Regions from separate parts of the Rattus norvegicus genome. Here region 2 is linked to region 1. Evidence: chromatin contacts called from public Hi-C data. All regions are on one chromosome and are shown on one strand. Each heading gives the region's core, a stretch centred on a gene start, on an enhancer-like site or on the middle of the called end of the contact. The rest is flanking DNA. Distances are from core to core; before and after follow the strand shown. Region 1 overlaps Zmiz1 (zinc finger, MIZ-type containing 1). Region 2 holds the start of Ppif (peptidylprolyl isomerase F).

What was found. A called contact is a pair of places that touch in the nucleus more often than the background predicts.
Region 2: a contact with region 1 is called in a Hi-C map of psoas muscle, with 1.9 times the contacts expected there. The contact joins the promoter of Ppif here to the enhancer-like site in region 1.

The regions. Positions count from the first base shown.
Region 1 is chr16:1,098,495-1,106,214 of GRCr8, forward strand. The region is part of intron 2 of Zmiz1 (zinc finger, MIZ-type containing 1); the gene reads left to right. Among named protein-coding and RNA genes, the nearest start is that of Mir3075, 5.5 kb to the right of the region's middle. Within about 2 kb of position 2,882, at least 28 of the 93 cell types and tissues checked have an H3K27ac peak or open chromatin away from gene starts, as enhancers often do.
Region 2 is chr16:1,259,153-1,266,872 of GRCr8, forward strand. Ppif (peptidylprolyl isomerase F) reads left to right here and starts at 4,849. Exons shown (of 6, transcript NM_172243.2): 1 at 4,849-5,069; 2 at 6,177-6,207; 3 at 6,686-6,774. The coding sequence starts at 4,878.

The DNA.
Region 1 (7,720 bases), core at 1,632-4,131:
CATTGCTCAGGATGTTGAAGCCCCAGTCAGAGCTGAGTAAGGGAGGTAAGACGCTTGTATTCCTCGAGGACCAAGGGCTGAACCGGTGTTTCCAGATGAGGAGGAGCCCTTTCCTCCAGGGAGGTAAAGCCAGAGCAACTACCTGCAGCTGACAGATAATGCAGGCCAAGATGACCTCTGAACATCTGGGTTCTTCTATGAACCCTCCAGGCGGGACAAGACAGCCCTGAAATGGGCCTCACTTGGTCTTTGCCACGTTCACCCGTCTTTCTAGGAACCATGCATTCTCCCAGGCCCAGAACAACATGAGTGAGTGAGTGAGTCAGTCAGTCAGTCAGTCAGTCCGTCCGTCCTATTTGGTGAGCTACCTGTGTTCTTGCCTATATCCCCTTCTTGGCTGACTCTTCCCTCTCTCCTTTCTTTGACAAACATTTCTTGGCATGTGTCCTTGCCAGCCCCGTGTTCCAGGAAATCCAGCCCTAAAGGTATTAATGGCCAAATCAGTGGCAGCTTCCCAGACAGGCCAAAGGGTTCCAGGAGGCAAGGCACATTAGAAGCAGCAGCTGTGTGTAGGAACTGATATACAGCACCTGGGCTCTAGGAGGGAGACGGACACTCAGCACTGGGTATCAAGATGAGGAGGTCCCAAGGGCCACCTCAGAGTGTGCAGGGCATCATCGCCAGACTTAGCCCTGATAACATTTAGGGGTACAATGTTCAGCACAAAGAAGTTAAATGGGAGCCTCTGCAGAGAAAATCTAGAGGAGTGTAGCTGGGAGCTGCCATTTTACTGGTCACATGTGAATATGGGTGCTGAACAGGGCGGGCACAGGGTAACAAGGCTAGAGTCGACATTGCTGTCTGGGCTTCCACTGCCCACAGTCATCTGGTAGCTCTAGTGTGCTGGCCACCTGCCAGGCTGAAGTCTGACCTCTATCCTCCACCCCACTTGTCTGAGGCCACAGACCATTGGCCTTCAGCAACTCTCAGCCCCTCCCAAGCTTCCTGCCTCAGAAGTCCCAATTGTCTAGATCCGGCCTCTTGTCCACAAGTGGCAGCCAGTGTGTGGTTCATATCAGTTCTGCCGAAACTCAGCAGATGCACTTTCCCCCCATCAGGATTTCCAGAACCAGGAGGCCAGCTGGGGCTAACTCTTGTTTGGGAATTACTTGGGCTACCTCGTACAAACAGGAGAACAGAAGAGGGCTGTAGGCCTAGAGGCTGGCTAGGAGTCTAGCATTGGCTGGGGGAGCAATGAGGAGCCAGGGGGACCTAGGATATGTGTTTATATCCCCCAAGCTCCCAGAGCAGGCCATTAACTTCCCTTTTACTGTACCCCCAGCCTGGGTAGGTTTATCCCCAGCTCCTGTGAGCCATAGAGAATTGGCTGGAGTCACCTACACTGGTAAAGTCAAGAGCGTGCTTGTGTGACTCCATGGGCCTTTTCCCCTGTACCACTCAGGGGGTCTGACCTGTCAGCGCGTGGCAAAGCCAGTTCCTAAAGGCCCTGTCAGCCAAGACCAAATGCTCAGAGTCTCAGAGGTTGGAGGCCATGGTGGCCGAGCCTACCAGGCGTCCTAGTCCATCCTCCCTCTAGAAAGCATCGGCTTTCTGAAGCAGCCTCTGAGGCCCTCCCTCTCCCCTGGGCCCGGTGGAATTGATGGGACAGGAAGCCAGGGGAAGTGGGAGGATGGGTCTAGCCCAGAGACGAAGTACAATGAAGCATGTCCTGTCCCCAGGGCCACAGGCACACAGGTCACCCCCACAGGAAACCCTACCCAACCACTACCTTGGCCCACCCAGGCTTCCCGACTGAAGCATCTCCTATTCCCGTGGGAGCCACCACCAAGAATCCTACCCTCTTGAGAAAGGAAGGCATGCCCCAACCCTGACCTGCTCTCACTCCTCCCATGCTGTCCCATGGGTAGAGGCTCTCTCCCTGTGCCAAGATCTCACCCTACATGTGCATGACTGGGCTCCTTCAGACAACCACTGACCTTCAGGCCCACAGGAGAAACCTCAGGGCAGGCCTGTAAGCCAGAGACCCAGATTCCAGATTCTTTGTCCAGGATGTACCCTGGTTTGGTGGTCCCCCCCAGGGAAGTCACTTGTCCATTCTGGGCATCATCTGTAAAGAGCCAGGGAGGAGTAGACATTCTGCCTAGAGTAAGCAGTCAGTGAAATAAAACCCTTGGCAGAGGGTAAGCTAATGACTGGTGAGAACAGCTGGACTTGGGTGACCACTCACAAGCCCCTCACACATCCCTGAGCATGAGGAGGGGCCGTTTTCCATCTCCCAGACAAGCAGGTGGACCGTGTCTGAGCTCTGCCTTTCACAGGCAGGTGGTGTCAGGTCAGTGGCTCTGAAAGTGTGAGTGTGTGTGAGATAGAGAAAGTGTGTGTATGTGTATAGGTGTGTACGTGTAGGCATGCGTAAGTGTGTGTGTCTGTGTGTGTGTACCTCAAGAAGGTCCTCTAACCCATTCTCCTCCCTCCTGTCAGATACCTAAAACACCTCAAGCTGGGTGGCCACCAGGCAAGTTCAATGTGTATATGGGTGTCTGGTCCCAAGGTCAGGACTCCAAGGAAAATGGTTAAGACTTGGAAGGGATAAGGGAGGTTGGGGAGAGGGGGTGGTGCACCTTGAACTCATGTAGCAGTTAATGAACAGAGGGGAAGTCCCTAACACAGAAGCCCCTCAGCCTTAGGAGCCACTTTGCCAACCTGGCCTTACGGAACCTTTGTCCTTGCTTGGTTTTGCTGGGTGATCCCTGCAAGTCTGACCAAGGGGACCAGAGCTTTCCCAGGAACAGCCGTGGAGAGGGAAGACTATACAGAGCCCCTGACATTCTTAGACTGAGGAGTCATGAGTTCTTGGGAAGAGAGATTGGCAGTGAAAAGCCTGCATGTGCACTGAACGTAGGGCCCCTGAGTCACGAGGAGACAAAGCTAACCTGAGTGGATGCCAGAAATAGAGGGCCAGGCCAGCCTCGGTCTCTTCTGTGGACTGGTGTAGCTGTCCCAGGCTAACACTATGCCCCTCACCTCTTCCTTTGGGTGTCTCCCTGCCCCACCCACGCCTAGGTGGAGCCCATTGTTACACACACACACACACACACACACACACACACACACACACACACGGCTCTCTGCTCTTTGTGGGAGGCACTCTGGCTGCTGCACCGAGTTTTGGTTACAACCCAAAAGTACTGGTAGTGGGTGGAGTCACAGGATGCATGGTTATGAGTCAATATGGCTGGGCTTGTGTGTCATCAGACTGCATGCTGGGCTGGCTTCTCCTGCTGGCTGCCTTTTCTCACCCACGTATGTGGGCTGCTTCTCTGGATAGGACAAGGCTGTGCCCAAAAGCTCAAAACAACCCAGGTCGGGGAATCTGGAGGCTTGGCTCCAGGCCCCCTGATTTCCCAACCTGGTGTGGTGCCCTTGATCCCTGAGCTCTATTCACAGTGGAATTGAGTGACCATGGACACTTGAGAGCTCTCAGCCCTGGCCTCGGGGAAGACTCCAGAGACAGTTTTGAGTGATGATGGCCTCAGACCAGTGAAGGCAGGTCCTTGGGTGTAACTTGTAGCACTTCTGGTTTGGGTAGCCTCTGGTGGCTTTCCTCTTTACTCTCCCCAAGAACCCTTGAGTTGACAGTCCAGTAGACTCAGTTCACAGAGCCTAAAGCTAGTACTGAGTCCAGTATGGCTCCTTTCTTACCCTAAGCAAGTGGCCTCTAGTATCTGAGCCCATTTTTCCTCATTTGTGCAATGAGAATGACAATGCCCATCTCATAGAATTGCTTTGTGTGTGGGGGGGGGGGTGGTGGTGAGTGTGTTCACAGTGGGCTCATATGTATAAACCGTATCTTTAGCCCAGGCCTGGGTGTGGGCAGTAAGCACCATGTGTCAGCTGACTTCCTTTAATCCACACATAGCCCGTAACACTGTAGCTATCACTGCTTCTTTGCGTCCAACTAAGTCCTTGCCTTGCCCTGTCTCTGTTGCGATGGCGAACTCCTTGAGACTGGATAGTTTAGAAGGAATAGGAGTTTATTTGGCCCACATTTCTGGAGACTGGGGAGTCCTAATGTATACTGTTAGCTGAGAGCGTCCCAGTGAAGTAGAGGGTGCTGCATAGCAAAGCTGAGCTCTTCTGTGACACCACTAATGCCATCGTGAGGGCCCCACCTCCAAGCCATGAACACATAGACTGTGGGGACACATTCACACCGTAATATTGGGTTGTCTGCAAAAGCCTTGTATTAAGTGCTAGAGCAACGTGAAGAGACTACTTACCTCAAGCGATATCCTTGTGCCTTCCAGGCCCTCAGAATGTGTGTTCTGTCAGTCCTAAGAATGGATGGGCAGATGAGGGTGTCACTCCTCACCCTGACACTGCTTGGCTGTGTCAAATTGCTGGGATGACAGCCTCTCCCAAAAGAACGGGGTCCCAGCTTCTGCAGAGAAGAGCGCCTTACGCCTGCAAGAAGGCTTGGCAGGCTCACTTCTAGGGATCACAGGAACCTCCAGGACAGGAAGGCCAACCTGTACTGGGTGTGCCCCGGCTGAGGGATGGAGGAGCTGATATCACATTCATGGTGCAGGAAGATGCAGAGGCTAGAACACTCTGGCACCCTCCAGGGCTAAGCCTAGGGCACCCAGGAAGGCAGGCCTAACTAGTTTCTGGCCATTCACAGTAAAGCAGGTTGGGGATGCCCTTCTCTGCCCAGCACCCTGCTCAGTGTTCTTCTCCTAGTTTGTCCAGCCAACTGGGCACTGAGTAAACATCCTCCTCCTCCCCAGCAGCTGTCCACCTGGAAGTTTCAGGGAATGGGAGGCAACCGTACCAGGTTAGGAAAAGGTGAGAGGTAAATGCTGGACACGAACGCCAGCACTGACCGAATGAGGTGTGGGCGGGGAAAGCTGAGTTGGTGAAGTGCAATGACCCTTTCTTCTTTAGTCTTTCAGTTGCCTCCGACAGTCTCACTGGCCACCCATGGAGAAAAGGCTGGATCCCCAATAATACCTTCCCTCTCCTTGCCACACCATTGAGGAAACTGAGGCTCAGGGCCATATAGACTGAGGCCACAAGAGAGGCAGGATTCTATCCAGGCCTGGAGGACATTAGAACCTTAACAAGATCAGGGCTTTCCTTTGTCTGGAGTTTATACGCCTGGGCTCCAGACACTACCTCCAGGCACATGTGGCCAGCGTCCTCAAGGGATGCCTGCTGAGTAGGGAATGTGATTGCTTTGGGGTGGAGGTGGAAGTCGTGGAGAACACACAGTCCCCAGTGCTGAAGCTGCTTGAACTTTCTGTACCAGTCATGGGTTTGAAGCCAGCTCATCCAGGTCTTAATCCATCGATGGCTCCAGATGGAAGGACCAGCTGCTTATTCATGAGTCAAGATTGGCTCTCTGGCTCCTCAGCTGCTCCCTACCTCTTACACACACACACACACACACACACACACACACACACACACAGAGAGAGAGAGAGAGAGAGAGAGAGAGAGAGAGAGAGAGGCTCCTTCATACATCGTGTTCCTGCCTCCTCGTGTTTAAGATGGTAGGTTCAGACCAAGGACCTACAGCGCTGTTCTTAGAGCCTCTGCCAGGCTGTTAATGCCCCAGGTTGAAAGTCCCAGAGCTAGGGGTAGGGTGCCGCCCCTCCTGAGTGTCCCCATGTCAGCAATAGGGTAGAGTTGTGACAAGCAAAGGCAAGAGATAAAATTTCTTTTATGGTCCATGGCATTGAAAGTGAAACGTTCCTTCGTGGGTTCCAAGACCCATTCTTTGGCCACCCTGGACCATGTGCCCTTCTAAGGGAGACCACAGCCCCTAGAAAAGGAAAGGTTAGCTGTGGCATCCTTAAGGTACATGGGAGTGGCCTTCACAAAGGGAAACCCCTGCCCAGTGTGTGTCTGGAGGTTGTCTCGAGCCTGTGTCTGATCCAGTGGAAAAGGAAGTGGGCTCTTCTTCCAGGAGCCAGCAACCCTGGCACAGACAATCTTGACCAGCTCCTGGGGCAGCCATGGAAGGGACTGGATCTCTAGGGTCTGGGGCCTTCCACTGAACAGGACCCTTTTTCTGTACCTATTATGGCTGCAGTACATATTGTGCTAAGCGTCTCTTAGCACTGCAGCAGAATCGTATGATGCCCTTCTACAGCACAGGATGGTTCTCAAGGGCTGCCCTCAGATGGATGAGAAAGCAGTCCCCAAGAAGTTCCTTGCCCAACACCATTTTAGCTCAGCAAGTGGGAGAGATGAAGTCCTCACCTAGACACTCGATACTGTCTGTCATGTGTACTGAGCCAGGTCAAAGGAAAACACACACATACACACACACACCACCCATACCTCTTCTAATACCCACAATGACACACATGCAAACGCACACGCACACACACACACACACACACCTCTTCTAATACCCACAACGACACACATGCAAATGCACACATACACACGCACACATACACACATACACACGCGCACACACACACCACCCATACCTCTTCTACCCACAATGTCGCACACGCACACATACACACACACACACTCACACACACCACCCATACCTCTTCTACCCACAGTGTCGCACACGCACGCGCGCACACACACACACACACACACACACACACTACCCATACCTCTTCTAATACCCTGGAACCATCCATCCTCCTGCCTTCCCACTTCAGCTCAAAATGGAAGCAGGAGCACCCTGTCAGGCAGAGAAGCTTCTGGATGCCAGCTTTCAGCTCTTTCTTTCCTTCCTTTGCTTCCATTTTTGCCCCTCCTGCATGTGGTATCCTGAGTCACTCGTTAACAAAAGGAAGGACATTTCTGAGGGAGAAAAGGAGTGGCTGACAATGTTTAGTAGTCAGTGGGTGGCTCAGTGACCCTCCTTCAGCACCGCATCTCTGGGTTCCTGATGGCTCTAGAGTATGAATCGAGTTTCGAGTTTCGTAGGATGTCTCCCTGTGGGTGGTCCCTGTCAGTGTGCATGTCTCAAGAACAACTTGGAACATCCCCTGGTGCTCAGAGGCCTCAACTGAAGGCCCAGGAGGCAGGTAACTGCCCTGGTCTGCAGTTATCACCTGCCCAGCAGGTCAGCCCACTGCTCCTGCCCTTCTCTGACTCCCTGGTCAGAGGACCTGGCCCTGCTTTGATGCAGGCCAAGGCTTGACAGCAGGCTTCCCTGAGCTGCTTGAAAGTCTGTGAGCAGTTCTTAGACCAAAGGCCTCCTAATGATTACTCTTAGGCATCCCTGCCCAAGAGTCCCCCCCCCCCCCCCCCGAGCCACCAGCCTACCTGTTTGTCACCTGATTCTGGAGGCCAGTGAGGTGCCACAGAATCTGATTTGAGATGTTGAGTAGTTCCCAACCATGCTACAACTCCACCCTGCCCAGAATGAGGACAGCCAAGTCCTTCCTTGTGGCCTTCATGGCCCAAAATATACATAGCTGCTCAGCTGTAGTTATGCAAAGAGAAAGAAACACTGGATGTTCTAGGTGTTCTGGAAGCTCTAGAAAAACCGTGGGCAGGGAGGGACACCTCTGTGAAGGCTGCATTATGCAGGTGATCTTCCAGGGAGTGAAGATGGCCAGGGTCCATGGGACAACACCAGAAATGCTGACAGTGAAATGTGAGTCGGGACCTCAAAATTCTGCTGCTTTTGGCCAAAGGCTTTCACCTTGGGATGTGCAATTTC
Region 2 (7,720 bases), core at 3,599-6,098, 160 kb after region 1:
GGGGAGCAATGGGACCCTCTAAGGGCTGTGCCTGGGGCGGAATGCTTTGGGAGTTAGCTACCGATTGCTGCAGGGCAAGTGACCCAAAACTTGATGGCTTCAAATGACAAACGTGTTTTTCCAGTTTCTGCAGCTCATCAGACCAGCCATGGCTTAGCTGGAGGCTTCTGCTTAGGAGGTTGCAGGCCAGATTGGGCTAGGAATAGATACCCAAGGCTCTTCTGGAGGTGAGACTCAACTTTCAAGTACAAATAGTGGTTGGAAAGTAGCAGAAGACACATCTCCAAGATGTCGCATGTAGTTACAGTCAGGCTTTCTTCTCTCTCCACAGGGCCTCTGCTAGACTTGTGTCATCCCCACCCCCAGCCCCCATGATATGACAGAGGGTAAGGGGTGTGTGTGTGTGTGTGTGTGTGTGTGTGTGTGTGTGTGTATGCTTGCATGTGTGCATGTGCATAAGAGAAAGACAGAAGAGAAGAGTGCTCTCAGAGAGGAGACAATGAAATACGCGGGTTGGAGGAGGAAACACAAGTTCAGAGAAGAAATCACAGATTCACATATGGTCTTAGGTACTCCTTTTCCATTGGCTGAGTTCTGTTCATTACAATCAGGTAATTAGATTGGCCCATCCTCACAGAGACATGTGTATAGCTCCCAGAGATTCTCTGGAGCAGTTTACAGACTGTCTGCCTCCATGGGGTTGGAGGTGGGAAGAACTTTTTTTAGTACAGCTTTCTTCTATACAATGGAAAGGGTTGTGTGTAGCTGAACCAATGCTGGCTCCTGCGTAGCTCCTCCCACCACAACTTAGAGCTCCCACACTGTATCCTCCATGAATTGAGCAGCCCAGGCCAGCGGACCTTAGACTGTGTGGGTGAGGAAGGCTGAGCTCTACATGTGCATGTGTAGAGCTTTAATCTTCGATGTGCAGGGTGGGCTGGGCTGGAATTGGGATCCCCTAAGGGAGCCATGGCTGAAAGGAGCAACAATCTTATCATAAAACCATGAAGAACCCCAACTAAAGTACAATGTATGCTTTCAGATCCAGCCTTCTCTCCAGACATGGTGGAACACCCTGTGGTTCTGGTGCTCAAGGGACAGGAGGATCACACGTTTGAGGCTGGAGTGGGTGACGTAATGTGATAAGACTTTCTCAAAAAGCAAAAACCACAGCAACAACAAAACTCCTACCCACACCCTGACCCCTGGATTCTTCCACTGGCCTGGACAGGAAGGCATCCATTCATTCACTCATTCATTCACTCACTCACTCATTCATTCACTCATTCATTCATTCATTCACTCATTCATTCATTCATTCACTCATTCACTCATTCATTCATTCATTCACTCAACCATTCATTCACTCATTCATTCACTCACTCACTCATTCACTCATTCATTCATTCACTCACTCATTCATTCACTCACTCATTCATTCACTCATTCACTCATTCATTCACTCATTCACTCATTCATTCATTCATTCACTCACTCACTCATTCATTCATTCACTTCATACTCATATCTTCACTGAGCCCCTGTTCTATTCAACTTCCATTCTACGTAACATGAGCAATCCTCTGAACTAGGTATAACCAACTCCTCTGCACAGGTGCAGAAACCGAGGCTCAAAGAAGCCAAAACAAACAAAACACCTTTGTGGACTTACACAACCTTTAGGATGAAGCCACACCCTGTGCCCATTTATGGCACCCACTGTCAGTCCAGTGCTTCCTGCACAGCCTCTCTAGACAATCCCAGCTTATATGATAGCCACAGTACTCACCTCTGCCTCCCACGCCCTCATGCATCACACTGCCCAGCACCTGCCTTGTGGATATGTGGTGGATATGTGGATATGTGGTGGATATGTGATGGATATGTGTGGATATGTGGTGGATATGTGGTGATATGTGATGGATATATGGCAGATATGTGGTGGATATGTGATGGATATGTGGCAGATATGTGGTGGATATGTGATGGATATGTGAATATGTGGTGGATATGTAATGAATATATGGATATGTGGTGGATATGTGTGGATATGTGATGGATATATAGATATGTGGTAGATATGTGTGGATATGTGGTGGATATGTGGTGGATATGTGTGGATATGTGATGGATATGTGGATATGTGGTGGATATGTGATGGATATGTGGTGGTATGTGATAGATATGTGGTGGATATGTGGATATGTGGCAGATATGTGGTAGATATATGGATATGTGGCAGATATGTGTGGATATGTGGTGGATATATGTTGGATATGTGATGGATCTATGGTGGATATGTGGATATGTAGTGGATATGTGGATATGTGATAGATATATGGATATGTGGCAGATATGTGTGGATATGTGGTGGATATGTTTTCCATGGCTCATTTCTTATTAAATCTTATAGTAAAATTAATTCCTAAGCAAATGCCTGAATCCTTGTACTTGGGAGGCACAAACAGGAAAATTGATGTATGTTCAAGGCCAACTAGATATACTTAGTGAATTACAGGCATTTAGAGCTATACAGCAAGACCCTGTCTCAAACAACCAAAGAAAAAGAAAAGAAAAGAAAAGAGAAGAAAAGAAAAGAAAAGAAAAAGAGAGAGGAAATAGTTTCCAACATTCTTAGAAGTTAGATTTTGACCATGGTGATGTGGCTCAGTTGGTAAAGTGTTGGCGTACCGTTCATGAAGCCATTGGTTTGACCCCCAACGCCATTTAAACCAGGTATGGTGGTGCACATTTATAATCCCAACATTGATCAGGGAGACAGGAGAGTCAGGAATTCAAGGTCATCACTGGTTAAACAGCAAGCTTGACGTTAGCCTGGACTACATGAAACTCTGATCTCTAAGAGGGGTTCTGGAGAGATGGCTCAATCATTAAGAGCATTTGCTGTTCTTCTAGAGGATCCAAGTTCAGTTTCCAGCACCCAAATTAGGTAGCTTACAGTTGTTCAGGGGATCTGATGTCCTTTTCTGGCCACTGTGGGCACCTGCACTCATGTGTGCGTACCCTCACAGAGACACACAATTTTTAAGTTGTTGGAAACTTCAAGTGTTCTGCTCCTATGTGATGATGTGACGGCCTAGCTAGCTGCTCCCAGGTTCCCACCTATGGAGCCTCGAGAGTGGGAGCATGCCCCAGCCACTCAGATAGCATTTATCTTTTACCCACTTCTGGCCTTTGCCAGCCCAGATTACTCCTGGCACCTACGGGCACCTGAGTTTGCAACTCCAGAACCCAAGTGTGATCCCAATCTCTCCTGACTGCTTCTTGGCTCTATGAATTCCAAGCATGTTGTCACAGGGTCCCAGGGAACATCAACTGTCAGTACTCATGAATAAGAAGCCCCTGGGCAGTTTGGGGAGAAACCCCTGAAGATGACCCAGTCTATCAGCTGCTGGGGAGCTAGCAGAGTATGTATCTCAGCGGGGCCCAGTGTCTTCAGGGCTGGGCATATGCTTAGCTGCATACAGAGACCACTGAGGGCAGGACAGGAAGGACAGACAGACACCAGAATCCAGCCTGTGGTAAAGACAGAATTTGTCTTTGGTTCACACAAAGGGGAGTGAAATGTGTTCGCTAACGAGCTGGAAGATAGAACATGAAGGAAGTCAGGTAGAGGAGGGAACACTGTACCATCTGTGGCTCCCCTGCTCCTCAGTCTCTCAGCTCCTCCCCTTCTCCAGTCTCTCAGGACTTTGAGATCTTGCAGTGGAGAGTCCCCCCTATGCTCTGAATCCATACCCTGAGTATGCAGTCTAGGCTATGCCCGTCACTGTTGTCCACAGAGCAGTGTTTAACAGTTAACAAATCTCTCTCTCTCTCTCTCTCTCTCTCTCTCTCTCTCTCTCTCTCTCTCTCTCTCTCTCTCAAGTTTATTTATCCCCTGAATAGGTATGAGTTAAAAGCAAGATAAGTTTCTCATAACTTCCTTGGTTGCAGAAGGACTGGCCCAATCAGGGTTTTCTAGCCCTGGTCAGAGCTTTCTTCTCTTTCTGAGCCTCAGTTTCCTAACTGAGTATCGGGTTTGGCTCACATGCCCCCACTTGCTGGCATTCATTCGCTTCCCAGGCTGCTGCTGTGCCCCGAACACAAGGGCTTAAATCCCTGGCTGTGGCTCTGCTGCAGGCTCCTTTCCTTTTGTATCACACACTGTCAACTTCCCGGCATCCGTTCAGAATGGTTGCTTAAGAAGTTATTTGCAGGTGCATGCAGTCAGTAAGGAGGTGTATTCCAGGTGAGTTCTAGTGGGTGTAAATCTAGCCCAGTATCTTCCTGGCCTGGCTGGAAGTGATAGGGACAAACAAGGGTTGTCAGTGTGGGCTGGAGAGGAGAGGTCACCCTGGGACTGAGGCCTGGGAGATGCACTATTGATTGGGCAAACTGTATTTTCAGTCCTCTAGCCAAGGCACTGATCTCTAGAGGCAAAACGAGACATTCAGCCCTGGAGCAGGAGGCCTGAGGTCGGTCACCTTGTGGGTGTCGTATCTTTTTTACTTCTCTGTTCTTTCTGTTATCTCTCCCTTTCTGATCCACCTCAGAGCCTCCCACGTCTTTCTGACTCTCAGGATCAGTGTCTCTCTTGGTCTAGAGGCTCTTTCAAATGACTTCCGGTTCCGCGCGTGGGGCTACGGGATGGGGCACAAAGCACGAACTGATTGCGCTGCCAGATGCAACCAGCAGGGGACACTAGAGAACCAGTTCTGAGGGGGCGTGACGGAGGCGTGTAGGGGCGTGGTCTCGAAGCCAGAGGACCAATAAAGGCGATGGCACGCGGCCTAGGTATCGCTTCCTGGGTCGTACGACCTCTGTTGTGTCTGCTCTGAGTTCTTCCGCGCGCCCTCGCCCGACCCGTGACAGCGATGCTAGCTCTGCGCTGCGGTCCCCGCCTGCTCGGTCTGCTCTCCGGCCCGCGCTCCGCGCCGCTCCTCCTCTCCACGACCCGTACCTGCAGCGACGGCGGAGCCCGAGGCGCGAACTCTTCCTCCCAAAACCCGCTCGTGTACTTGGACGTGGGCGCCGACGGACAGCCGCTCGGCCGCGTGGTGCTGGAGGTGAGACTTGGCCGTAGGGAAAACCTGGACTTCCCGGGCCCCGTACTGTGCCTGGCACACCGGATGACCTTGGGCCTCAGTTTCCCTCTCTCAGAAGAAGCGGCATCAACTTGGTCCGTTTCCGGGCATTTCAAAACCCTGGAGGATGGGGGGGGGGGGGAGGGTGATATGGAAGAGAGAGGGAGGGCTAGTGTGGAGGAAAAGGTCAAGGTCAGATCGTACTGAGTGACAGCCCACTGACCGGCCAGGACTGACGTTGGGCTTCCTAGAACCGTCTGCGTCCAAGGTTGGACCCAGAGCTCAGGTGGGTGTCTGAGGTCCAGGTGTTGCCTGGTGCTCATTTGTTGGCCTGAGCACACTCGGGATCCGCCCCCAAGGCCTGATTACCTAAGAGGAGGCACATGGAATGAATGAGAAGGTTCTGAATTGGGAGCCCAAGCTTCTCCACTCTTTGAGGTCCACGTTCAACAATGGCTCCTGTTCGACCCTTGAAGAGAAAATTAGGAAACAGTCAAAATATCAGGAGGAGGCTCTAGGAGCCTTTTGGCTTGAACAAAGGTACCAGTTAGTGTTGGCTGCCCGATTTGCGAAGGGGGTGTGTGTGGCCAATATTTATTATTATGCCTCAGTTTCATCTTTTGGAGAATGAGGAGCATCTCCCCAACCCCATTTGGTGAAGAGGGATTCTTAAAAGAAGCCAAGAGTCAGGCTTGGATGAGGCCTGTCTGTCATTCCTCAACTGTCTGCTCCTTCCTTCTGGGGACCTCAGTTTCCCCCTGCACTGAGGAACATCAGCTGGTCCTGATGATACTCTTGGTCCAGGGACTCCTGCTGAGGACCTCCAGTTGACAATTCTGTCCCGGAAGTGGGCCAGGATGACAGTAGTTTCTTCTGATAAGAAACTGAGGCCGTCTCAGGCAAGCCTTGGTTGGGTTCAGGAAGCAGCTGCCAGGGATGATAGCTTTCTTGGCTGTTCCTAGGAGAGTCAGTGGGCATGGAGAGGAATGGTCCTGATGCCCTGGCCTCTGGGTGTGAACCTCGAGGGGGCTCTGCCCTGCACCTGCTTCTCGACTGACCGTCCTTTTCTGTTCTTTTTCTTCCCTGTAGTTAAAGGCAGATGTCGTGCCAAAGACAGCAGGTAAGGCCCAGATGTGAGCCAGCCAAGGCTGGTAGGCTTCGGGGTTGAATTAGAACAGACTGTGACGTGTGGGTATCTCAACTTAGGCATAGCTGATAGGTACCCCTAAGGCAGCCTTTTGTCCTTCTCTGGACCTCGTTGTCAGCTCTGCTAACCAGACCAAGAGTAGCTAGACAGCCCATAACCAGGGGAAGCCCCATGTAAGCTCCCCCCCATTTCTGCATGGCAGCACAGGGCAGGGTATAGTCTTTGGGCTCCTCACCCTGTTACCCTGACTGGCACAGCTTAGCGCTTGGATTCAAGCCACAGCACTTGCTACTGGCTCAAGGCAGGAAATTATGTGATCAGGAGTTGAGTCCAGAGGAGGGGCAGGGTCTTTCCACACACACCGAACCTGGGGGATTGGCAGGGAAGGCTGGCCTGCTCTTAACCCGCCTGTCTCCCTCCCTCCTCCCCCCTCCTCTCTCTCTCTCTTCAGAGAACTTCAGAGCCCTGTGCACTGGTGAGAAGGGCTTTGGCTACAAAGGCTCCACCTTCCACAGGGTCATCCCAGCCTTCATGTGCCAGGTAACAGGAGCACAGCCTCTGCTGTGACTGATCGGGATCACTGACAAGCAAGCTGGGCCCTGGGGCATGGAGGGGACACAGTGGAGGGCTGCTGGTGGGGGTTGACCCTGAGGCTTTGAAGGGCTATCAGAGTTAGACCGCCTCTAATCTTGGTATTCCCTGTGCCCTTGAGCACTGGGCCTGGGAGAAGAGGGGGTGGGGATAAGATGGCTAAGTCTGTCTTACATATGCTAGAACCTGGAGGGGCCTTGCCAGCGAAGGGCCTTTTCTTGGCTAAGTGAACACATTCTTTAGTTTCTTCCAGTTTTTTTACAAACATGCTGCATCAGGTTTCAGGCTAGGTGTTGACAACAAAAACCTCACGGGCAGACTCAAGGTCGGAGGCTGATGTGTGGAGACCAGGAGGCAAGCATAGATGTCATGGCCTCTCTGGAGTCCTTTCTGCCTATGCTCTTCTCTCCACTGTAACCAAGCAGCAGTGGGTTGGGACTGTGCCTACTGTCACTCTGTAATGCTTGGTTACCCATTGGGTGTGACAAAGTGAAGGAGAGGCAGGGCGGCAGGCAGGGCTGTCGCTATGGCTAAACCCAGTCAAGCCCTATAACCTTCCTGCTACAGAGGCTCCCAGCTCCACCTGGAGTTGGTGGGTGAGGTAGGGAACTGAGAGTAACTGGATTCAGGAAGGGACTTGCAAATTGGGAGAGCTCTTTATGGCTTGCCATGGTGGCCTCTGGAGGCACAGGCGAGGTGACTGGGGACACCTTATTGGTATCAGTGGATGCTTTAGCTGGACAAGGTTCACTCTTCCCATTTAAGGGTCCTGTCTCAGAGAAACCACAGTATGGCCATGGCCAACAACTGGGCATAGATAGAAGTGTTCCTGTACTCTTCCGGGAAAGAACTGCATATAGGTCCTTCCTAGGCTGCCTGGGCTGTAAAAGTTGGG